Linked DNA regions of Mus musculus: regions 1 and 2 are each linked to region 3. Evidence: chromatin contacts called from public Hi-C and HiChIP or PLAC-seq data. All regions are on one chromosome and are shown on one strand. The core of a region is the stretch at or near the end of the contact, and the rest is flanking DNA. Distances in the headings are between cores, read along the strand shown.

Evidence for each region. Hi-C and Micro-C count contacts between places; a contact is called where the count stands out from the background. HiChIP or PLAC-seq counts read pairs in DNA pulled down with a chosen protein or histone mark.
Region 1: a Hi-C map of uterus shows a contact between it and region 3, with 3 times the contacts expected there. The contact joins two enhancer-like sites. A contact is called at or near these places in 5 of 39 promoter capture datasets (the C10 cell line, embryonic stem cells, hippocampal neurons and 2 more), 3 of 15 datasets of contacts at CTCF or cohesin (CD8 T cells, the NIH/3T3 cell line and large pre-B cells), 11 of 484 Hi-C or Micro-C datasets (Sertoli cells, Th1 cells, bone marrow-derived macrophages and 7 more), 7 of 115 datasets of contacts at active chromatin or transcription factors (CD8 T cells, T-cell acute lymphoblastic leukemia, astrocytes and 4 more) and 4 of 9 other capture datasets (adipose tissue, embryonic stem cells, liver and 1 more).
Region 2: an H3K27ac HiChIP or PLAC-seq map of embryonic fibroblasts shows a contact between it and region 3, with 17 read pairs. The contact joins two enhancer-like sites. A contact is called at or near these places in 1 of 15 datasets of contacts at CTCF or cohesin (the NIH/3T3 cell line), 16 of 484 Hi-C or Micro-C datasets (the HL-1 cell line, bone marrow-derived macrophages, cerebral cortex and 9 more), 5 of 115 datasets of contacts at active chromatin or transcription factors (the NIH/3T3 cell line, embryonic fibroblasts, embryonic stem cells and 2 more) and 4 of 9 other capture datasets (adipose tissue, embryonic stem cells, liver and 1 more).

Annotation. Positions count from the first base shown.
Region 1 is chr13:63,329,332-63,332,740 of GRCm38.p6, reverse strand. Fancc (Fanconi anemia, complementation group C) reads left to right here. Exons shown (of 15, transcript NM_007985.3): 9 at 848-900; 10 at 2,121-2,220. Among named protein-coding and RNA genes, the nearest start is that of Mir3074-1, 30 kb to the right of the region's middle. Within about 2 kb of position 2,095, at least 55 of the 459 cell types and tissues checked have an H3K27ac peak or open chromatin away from gene starts, as enhancers often do. A contact at or near this core is called in uterus, where this site is marked.
Region 2 is chr13:63,045,450-63,048,643 of GRCm38.p6, reverse strand. The region is part of intron 3 of Aopep (aminopeptidase O); the gene reads right to left. Among named protein-coding and RNA genes, the nearest start is that of Gm46422, 48 kb to the left of the region's middle. Within about 2 kb of position 1,818, at least 75 of the 459 cell types and tissues checked have an H3K27ac peak or open chromatin away from gene starts, as enhancers often do. A contact at or near this core is called in the HL-1 cell line, bone marrow-derived macrophages, embryonic fibroblasts and 3 more, where this site is marked.
Region 3 is chr13:63,185,414-63,188,889 of GRCm38.p6, reverse strand. All of the region lies in intron 7 of Aopep (aminopeptidase O), which reads right to left. Among named protein-coding and RNA genes, the nearest start is that of Gm30409, 55 kb to the right of the region's middle. Within about 2 kb of position 1,584, at least 153 of the 459 cell types and tissues checked have an H3K27ac peak or open chromatin away from gene starts, as enhancers often do. A contact at or near this core is called in the HL-1 cell line, bone marrow-derived macrophages, embryonic fibroblasts and 3 more, where this site is marked.

The DNA of each region.
Region 1 (3,409 bases), core at 846-3,345, 140 kb before region 3:
ATTAACTATTAAGTGGGAAAGCCAAAGAAACACTCAACTTTCTTCAGGGTGGTTCAGAAAAGTCAGAAAAGTGATGCACAGGATCCAAGGTGGCTAGAAAAAAAATGTTTCCCAAAGCTAGTCATAGCAAACACAAAATTACTCCAGAAATTCCCTTTATTGGAGCCTGGCCTACTTATCTCTGGATGCCATTGTGAAATGTTTTATAATACAAATAGGCTTTTTAAAAAAATCTATCATAAACTCAAGTTTTAAGCTCTGACTAAAAATATAAGTAAGCAGGCTCTTCCTAGGCCTCAGGAAGCCAGTTTCTATAGACTGAAACCATTAAATCCTACTGACAGGGTATTCTAGAAAAGATTGGGGAGCTTTCACCGGGTGTCACGTGGCTGTACTTTCCATTAACTGCTAACTGTACCCAATAGTGGTGGCCACCTGATTCTTAGGTGCTCATTACCAACTATGGGACGAGGATGGTGGGGAGGTGGATGGTGAAGGTCAGCAGGTGGAGTGTGCTGCTGAGTAGGGCCTGAGTCCTGTTGTCATAAAGTGCTTCTTAACCACTCATGAAACTTATTCTTACATACAGGCTTACTATAGAAAATGTGGTATATAACAGGAATACAAAATAAGTAAATAAAGTTTGCCCACAGCCCATGCTCAGAGAGAACCACTGCTGGCATTTTATGGGTTTTTCTGGGTACCAAGTACTTTTTCTTTTCTTAACCTAATGGAATGTGTCACTTTTCTGGAGCAGCCCCAAACTTCTCGTTTGCCTAATAATCCAAAGTTGTTATTGATAGGTTCCTCTTGTATTTCTCTGTTTCATGGTCTTTTCTTTTTATAGCCTCAAGCAGCCTGCCAACCTGCCATCTTCAGAATTGTTGATGAAATGTTCAGGTAAATATACTGTCTTTGGGAACAGTTGGTCTCTGGCTGGTGTGGGAACGTAGAGGTTTGCGCTCTTGGTAGTTAGGGGTGAAAACTCAGAAGTTGCTGTGCATTGAAAAGACAGCCTCCGGAGTGTGGTGGCATTCTTTAACCTGTTTATACTCAAATGAGGTAGAGAAGTGGGATTCATTTGGGTACTGAAATATCCATGCAGCGTTTGTCCCAGCTCCAAGTAAAGATGCAGTACAGCCCTTCACCACATGAGGGCTGGCTGGGCTTTGTCACAGACCTAAAGAAAGCCAAAAGGCACAAAACTATTTTGAACAGAAAGAACTCTCTGAAAGACAGAGGAAACGCCACATTTCAGCAGAATGGTGTTTTTATTTGAAAGACTAGGTCCTAGGAACTTGTGCTTTGTTTAAAGGACCAGTAACAAGAAGTGTGTAACACACCAGTTGGCTCTGCTCCGAAGTCATGAGAGTTGGCACCTATGGATTCCTATAGATACACTAAGGTCAGAGGTGTTGGACCCAGGAGCTAGTTACGGAAGGTTGTGAGCTGCCTGATACGGATGCTGGCAATGGAATTCAAGTGGTCTGAAAAACCAGCAAGTGCTCTTAACCACTGAGCCATTTCTCCAGACCTAGAAAAGGAGTGTTTGTTTGTTTGTTTGTGGCCTTAAACTCAGAGACCCACCTGCCTCTGCCTCTGCCTCCTGAATGCTGGGATTAAAGGCAAGCGCCATCAAGCCCCAACACAGGAAAGGAATTTTTACAACCAATACCTTACCATTTGTGTTGCTCTTGAAACATACCAACTCTTAACTTAAATGGCCACAGGTATAAGAAGACATGTTATTGTTTTTGTTTCGGGATAATCAAGTTTGAGATTTCTTTCTTTAAACAAAAAGAAAAGTTAGTTGTGTAAAAGGGCACGGAAACTAAACCAAGGACATCTAATTCCACAGCCCCACTCTGGTGATTCTGACTGTGTGTGTTGGAATCTCCACTCTCCAGGCAGCTCTGTCCTCACTGGTAAAAGCAGAACACTTGTTGCTAGCACTGTCTGGTTTGTGAACACCGAAGTACCCATGGGAAGGCCATATGAGAGAGGCTGGAAGGGTGGCTGCTCCCTCCTGCCTTCACTCAGGAGCTGCAGTCTGATGAACTAATGGGCTTGCATTGTGTGTGGAGCAGCAGGGTGCTGTCACCTCCCTTTGCTTTGTTCAGGTTTGTGCTGCTGGAAACTGACGGAGCCCCAGAAGTACTAGCTGCTCTTCAGGTTTTCACATCGTGCTTGGTAGAAGCTCTGAAAAAAGAAAACAAGCAGGTACCTCACCCGGGGGATGCTGCTTAGTCACTTCAGAGTGAAGCCGGCTACTGCTGCTACAGGCATTTGGTAACGAGCTGAAAGGATCTTTATTTTTCTGGTGTTGGAGACCACCCACAGCCTCACACGTGTTAGGCGCATGCTCTGACACTGGCTACGCTCCCAGCCTTGTTTTCAGAAATGTTAGTGGAGTCTTGTTCACAAAGAAAGCTTCCAAAAGACCACTCCTGTGGAGATGAAACATTTTCACTAAAAATAACTTAGGAGTTTGTCTTTCTTCCCCATGCCCTGTTCCTAGAACCATCTGCCCACTGCTGTGCCTGAGTGTGGCTTCACATTGGCCAGCTCTCTAGGGGGAGAATTCCCCCTGGCCCTCTGTGTTTGTCCTTCTGTTTGCATTTGGCCTTGTGGCCAATAAGAGACATGGAGTCTACCCAGGATGTACTATAGGAATGGCACACTGGGCGCTCTCAGTGATCACTGTCTTTATTCCCAGCAGAGCTTCAGGAGACAGGGGGATGGGAAAAGGAAGGCATTTGAAGAATGAGTGGAGGTTAGATGCCTCCAGTAGACCAGAGGACTCTAGGTTCCCATCAGCAGAGGTTGGACAGCAACTGCAAGGGCAAAATACACAGGAGCTTCTCCTATCTACAGCTTTGGCTGCTGTAACCAATGGCCACAGGGCTAATGCTTATGTGATGCTTGCCTCCTCAGAGTAGTACTGTTCTAGACACCTTTCTTGTGGGTTGTGGCCTCATTCCCTGTGATGCTGTCTGCCATTTGACTAAGGGCAGAGCTCAGGTGCTCAACCTACTAAAATCCTACTCAGCCCAAGGCTGTAGAGGTCTCTCGGGTTTTAGCAGGGGTTTCTGCTTTCTAGGGCAACTATAAACCTGCATGGTTTATTCTTACCATCCCTCTTTCCCTGGAGAAGTTAAATAGATGGAGCATACGCAGCCTGGCATCTGGGAGGAAACCTCGGCCAATGCACTGGCTGGTACTCACTGTTGTGAGCACAGCTGTAAGCGTATGCTGTCCTCTCTCACATACTCTTGGTTCCCCAGGGAGCAAACGGCCTTCAACTAACATCATCCTTGGATTCCCAGGATGCCCAAGTTGGGACTGAGGACAGGAGGAAGCTTTTTCCTCAGCTTGACTTGAGTGTTGTTCCGGGTTTGCCCTAAGTCTC
Region 2 (3,194 bases), core at 569-3,068, 140 kb after region 3:
TTTTTATACTGTATACCCCAATACCATTTTCTTAAATTAGAGCATATTTAGAGGCCTATTTCAATAATCTCACAAGGCTGTTGTGCCATGAGACATCTGTCTTACAAGCATGGTAGCAGCTACAATAAGACTCAAACATTTTCATCTTCAAAACAGAACTGAAAGTTTCTTTAGAGATAACTGGATTTTTGGAAGGATAACAGGACTTGAAAGGGACTAATTTTCAAGTCAAAAGAGATGATCTAAAAAGTTGGGTTTGGCTCTAGGTGCAGCTCAACTATGAGTACTCAGGCAGCACGCACAGAGCTCTGGGTGTGATGCCCACCACACTAAATACACCACAATTAGAATTCACTTCTCAAAGTAGGTACATCATAGCCTAGAAATGCTAACACCATCACCTGAGGTGCTGCTTCATTCACTGCTTGGAAAACTGTCCTCAGAACAGCTTTGGAGACTCTCTTCATAAGGAGGTAATAAGGTACAAGTGAGGAGAGGCAAAGATGACAAGGAGTCAGCCTCAGCTCGGTGGGTGACAGCCGGATACCAAGGGGATGTGAGTGTGACTTTGTATCTTACACTTGTGAAAATCTTAAATATTTGAGACGGGCATTTTTATAAAATGAAAAAATTAGAAAATCAAAGTCCTGTAGACACATTTTGGTCATATCAATTAGCAATAGTAAACTAATGTGGGTAGTCAAGTCCTGTATACCTGGTATATCACTAAAACTCCAAAGGCAGCAACCATCACACACAGCTATTTCTGCACAGGCAAGAATGCCTGATATTTAAAGAGTTAGTGGCAAAAGGTTGTTGTTAAATTGGCAGAGTCCTTGCCTTGCGTACAGGGAAATTAAATTGGTTAAATCCCATGCACGGCTTAGACAAGATATGGTGGGACACATTTGCAATGTGAGCACCTGGGAGGTAAAGGTAGGACACAAATTCAAGTTCATGATTGACTGCATAGCAAGCTTGAGGCTAGCTTGATCACCATGAGATCTTGTCTTAATTTAAAAAATAACAACAAGAATAAAAATCAATAAACAAAAACCAGTTTAAGGCCAGCCAGATACATGAGATTTTAAAAAGAAATTGTTGTTTTCTCTGAAAATTTAAAAGGGCATACAAAGTTTTCCTACTGGAAGCACTCATGTAACCTTGGAAGCTTTCTGCTGTCGGGTAGACCAACAGAGTGAAGCCCTCAGTGATGTCAGTGTGCTCTTATGTGACATATCATGTTTCTCTTCTCAGATCCAATGTAGTTCCTATCTTAAGACTATTTCTCTAGCCACAATCCCTTCTTCAGAGCTCCCTGCCCAAATTACTCCATATGGCAGTAATGCTTTGGGAAGGTCATTACAAATGCAAGCTGTATAGGAATACGTGCATTTATGAGTATATGATAACCACATTATATAAATATGAACACCACAGGAACATGTGTAAGCACTATGTACACACTGGAAGGAATGCAGGCTCCTCATTTCATTGTTCTTCCCCTCATGGTATCCTTCTCCATCCCCAGGTACTTCAGCAAACCCCAGCATTCTTTCTGTTACAACTGAGACACTGCAATTACATGACCTACTTTATGAGCTTTTGGCCCCTCTGGCAAAGCCTTGTCCACATCAGTCTTCCTCACTATTGTTCGAGGGCTGAAACTGGCATCAGGTGGGCCAATGCCCATCAGCTTTCCCTTACCAGGCCAGACAATGGCTTCACAGGCCAATGCCACCCTACACAGAGGTCTCAGGTCTCTCTCTTTGCAGGAAGTATAGCCCTGGACACAGACGACTAGGAGAGAATAACCTTCAAAGGTAAAAGAGCGCCACCTGCTGAAGCGAGAGGGGCTGTGTAGATTGTGAGCATCCCATGGTTTCAAGGCTTCCCTAAAGGAACACTGGCACCAGTCTACCAGATCTCCTAGATAGACATGACCATAATGAAGATGAGTAGCTCCCCTGAAACACAAAGGACATCAGTGGGCTGAATACCACCTTTCCAGATGGTTGGTCACAAGACAAACATTAATGCCTTGCATGCAAACATTCATGTATGTCTAATCCAAGAAAAATTTTACACCAGTGAGAATGGGCAAATAAAACATGCTGGCAGAAGCACTGTGGTCTGAGAGAGAGAGAAAAAAAAATCCTAACATACTCTGTGTATATACTAAGCAGAGCAAGGAGGCAAGCAAGCTAGTGAACAGCAAATCACAGAATGAAAGCCCTGGAAAGTGTAAGACATCATCTGAGTCCACATGAGCAATAGAAAAGCCAAACACAACCCTCACAATGTGAGGGCAGCTGTCTACTGGAAACAAGGAATACGTTCACTGTGAAGTATACTCTAAGGCACGCCCACCCCACTTCTTCATAGCATCTGCATGCAGTACCGAGGTTCTACTTCCAAAACTAGGACACTCTACCTTGCATTTCCTTTTTGTGGGCAAAGTACTTACTTGATCATAGCCACCCCTAAAGCTTTTTAATTTACTGCCTTCTCACATGGAGAGAATGTGGAGCATTCTCAACACTGCTATTTATTTTGAGCCATCAAAATAGGGTGGGGGAAGCTGGCTTTTTGTCTGGGAGAGTCTTGCTCCTTAGTCATTTTTCCTGGAATTTCCCAGTCATACGGAAGAGAATGTCAGAGAGCTGACATATTGTACAGTCCAGACAGAGAATAGCATTTTGCCCAAAGTGAAATAACGTTTATGCTCTTTACAATTGAAAAATGGGGGGGGGGGGAACCAGACAAAGATCCTAAAAAAAAATCATTAATTTGAGGAGTAGGAATATGCCAAATTAGATTTATAAAAGTAAAGCCAGGGGGCTGGAGTGACAGCTCAGAAGCTAAGAGCACACACTGCTCTTGGAGGTGCCAAGGTTGGTTGCCAGCACCCACATCCAGGGGCTCACAACTACCTAAAACCCCAGCTCCAGAGGATCTGATGCCCTCTTCTGGCCTCTGCTAGCACTACACTCAAGTAAACACAACTTAAAAATAAAATCTTGAAGAAACAAACAAAAATTACTAGAGGAAAGTGATAGCATAGTGATCTTCTTTTTAAACATGTGTGGTAGAAACCAGCAACCATGTTCATAGGGGAAGCTATGAACATGGTATTGCCTCTGTCATTAACTATGTGGTTTTAAATGCCTCTGCCAGGAGCTACTTCCATTTGA
Region 3 (3,476 bases), core at 335-2,834:
TCACTGGCTGGCTTCCAGCTCCGGTTCCCAATGACACCTTTAATGGCTGTTTTTCCTTTTGCCTAGAAATGACCTTCCATAAAACACTCCTCTTACAATTTATTCTTCCCTCCTCTCCAAATGAATAATTATTTAAAACAGTCCTTTACGTTGACAGGATCCCTAGCAGGGATACAAGCTCTCAGAGATTCCTGTTAAAGTGGACATAGGGCTAAAGCGAGCAGGGCACAGGCAAGCTCTGCAAGACTCAGGAGGAGGCTTTCAGGAGGAAAGACACTCCATCAGCAGAGACCACGAGCTTCTGTCTCTGGGATACCGCCACATGTCATGGTGCCAGCTCTATGCAGAGACACGATACAGAAAAGGCAGGAACCAAGTCTAGCCTGCCTCTCACAGTCACACAGAGGAAGCTCTCACACCCACCAGGTGCACATATAGATGAACCTTCCCACTTCTACTTCTGGAATCCCAGAACCCAGCAACACTGGCCTCTAGCTACAGATGGGAAGAGCAGACTCCTTGCAGAGGGTGAATGAGTAGTATGACTCCCTGGAGCAATCTAGCAACGATGTGTGCATTTTACTGCACATGTTTTATTTTAACTTAAAATGTTAAGGAAAAGCTGAGCATTCTAATGAATGGCTAAAGTCCCAGTATCTTAGAGGTTGGAGCAGGAAGAGACAATATGCAGCTAGGCAGAGCTACAAAGTGAGATTTTTCTCTCAAGAGAACCCAATCAGATAAATGAAATCCCAAAAAGGAAACTTTTTAAAAGTTAAGAAAACATGCAAATAAAACAGTATCCACTTTTCCCTCAGATCAGTGGACACATGGGTAGCAAAATGGAGTTTACAACTTTTGTGCCACAAAGGACTGGAAACAAATACAAGGGGGGGGGGCAGTAGAGGAAGTGGAGGTTGGGCTTGGAGAAACTTTTGCTTCTCTCACTGCAGACAACTGCTTACTACTATACTTCTTCTGTCCACTCACCCTCAACCTCTAGATGACAGAGGACGCTGTAGCAGCCACTCTGCAACCATAAGGTAGTGAGTCAGTGTACCCAGAGAGCAGAGGGGATAAACCCACGGTAAACCTTCTCTCTGGCATAAACTGAGCCCCACGTTAGCCCAGACTGCCTGCCTTCTGCCTGCTTCCTGTGTAAGAAACATATACACCATGTGTTGAGGTCAACTTTCCTTTACAGTCCATTATCCATACCCAGGTGCACACATGGCGGATGGAAAGCTGGGGTAGCACTAACAGCAACGTGGCCTGGGGAAGACCAGGGCCTCTGTGCTGTGAACTATGAGTCCTCTTCAGCACCCCGCCTCCCTTACAAGAACCTGATGAGGAAGGAGTTGTGAGGATGCCTATTAGGAGCTGAAGAACAGGGGTGGGTAGAAAAGATCATATACTCCAGGGCTTCCTCGAGAGGAAGGCCCTTACATAGCTCCGCAAAATCCTCAGGAGTGAGTCAGAGACTCTCTTTCCTTCTTAGAAGCTTTCTTTCCTCACTGCACAGCCTATGATGAAGTTCATATAACTAAAACCACGGTGTAAAAGCAAAGTGTTAGTCATGCTGCAGCTAGCAGGCTCCAGTTTACCCCTCTCCTGACATGCATGGAATGTGGGTGATCAAGTTACCAAGGTCGTCTGGGCTCATATGCTCTTGGTTTCTGTTGTACCTGGCACCAAATACAACAACCGAGGTGAACACGACCTTCCTCGACTCTACCCTGCCTCTCCTGCACACTCACAGAAGCTATCTGAATACTTTCTGAGTGATGGTTGTATCTGACGCATAGGGATTCCATTTGGAAAGGGGAGCCTTAAGAAAGGGCTGGTCCTTCTCAGCTATGATCAGGGGTAAAATTAAGAGAACGGCCTCTGTGAGGTGCTTAGTCACTTAGGTGTTTGGTTCTGTCTGACCTGCCCAGCTCACACAGATTATCTGCCAGCATCCCTCTTGTGCTTGTGGATGCCAGCTGCCAACTGCCACTATATGCTACTTGTCAAAGGTAGCCACCCCAACAAGGAGCAGAGCTTCATTTACACCCTAACTCTGAGGAAGTGAAACTCTTAAGTAGAAACTGCCTCTAAGTTCCATCTGAAATCCATAGGCACCTTGAAGACTAACAGGCAAAGTGCATGCTGGCTAAACACTTGGCTGTGAACACTGGGTGGGTGTGCCATGTGCAGCCCCATGAAGCAGAGTTCCCTCATCAGCAAAATCAAGAGATGGTGGCTGCTAAGACAGCTCAGTACAAGCATGGATGAACCCTAGTACCAACAGAAGTGCCAGGTGGAAAGTGGAGATGGGGAGAATGCTGGATAGATCAGCCAGAACGAGGAGATCCTGCCTCAGCGCATAAGGTACAGAGAGGTCAGAGAAGACACTCCAGAGGATGCATGTAGACAAGTGCTTTCACGCTTGCTAACATACCAACACAGTGCACACTATACTCACACACACACACACACCCCACTGCATACAAATGAAGCCTTAAGTCTTTGCAGCCTTTGTCTTTAAGCTGTTCTCTGATACCTCATTATCATCATCTCACAAAAAGGAGCAGTGAAATCCCAGTGCTGCTTAGAGCTGCAGGAAGTTGCACCCACCCTTCACCCACAGCTCACAGCACTCTGGGAAGAATGCACGGAACTCAGAGGTGAGGATGGACTATTTGGTTTTTGCAACACCTTTGTGTATAAAATGGCCAAAAGGAACAAAGACTTGCTGCCAGCTAGCACTTGCAGCGTCAATAAAGTGAACAGGGCAAACGCTGTGGACACTTGAACTAATATTGTGTGGGAGACTCTAAGCTTATCAAATAGATTTAACTGCGAGTCTAGCGAGTTTACTTGGAGGAGTTTCCTAGCAGGACCATTTGCCTGCATTAGATGCAGCCAGTGGAGTATCTATCACCCTAGTGCTGCTGACAAGGGCAATTGCTAAGATGACTTGGGGCAGAAGGAGGTGTGTTCAGAGGATCATGAGCAACACATGAAGGAGAGGTCACCTGCTAAACCAGGCAAGAAAGAACAGCTGGCAGAAAGGTGCAAACTCAAAGGAGTGAACACATTTTGATGAGCTGGGTAGAAAGCAAAGGAGTGAAACTTTATAAAGGACCAACTGTCAGGCGTCTCACATCTTTACTCCCAGCACTGGGGAGGCAGAGGCAGGCAGATATCTGTGGGTAAGAGGCCAGCCTGGACCACAGAGTGAATTCCAGGCCAGTAAGGACTATACTGAGAGAACCTGACTCAAACAAAGAAATTAATAAATTAACAAGCAGCAAGCAGCAATCATCACAAACCCAAAATGCCACATGATTCAGAATGGCAACAAATCTGAAACTCCCTCTAAGAAACAAAGCCTGAAACGGATCAAAAACAAGAGACAGGTAAATATGATGGCCTGATGGTCTGAGTAGGATGTCTGTCTGTCTGTCTCCCCCTCCTTTCCCCAAAACAAT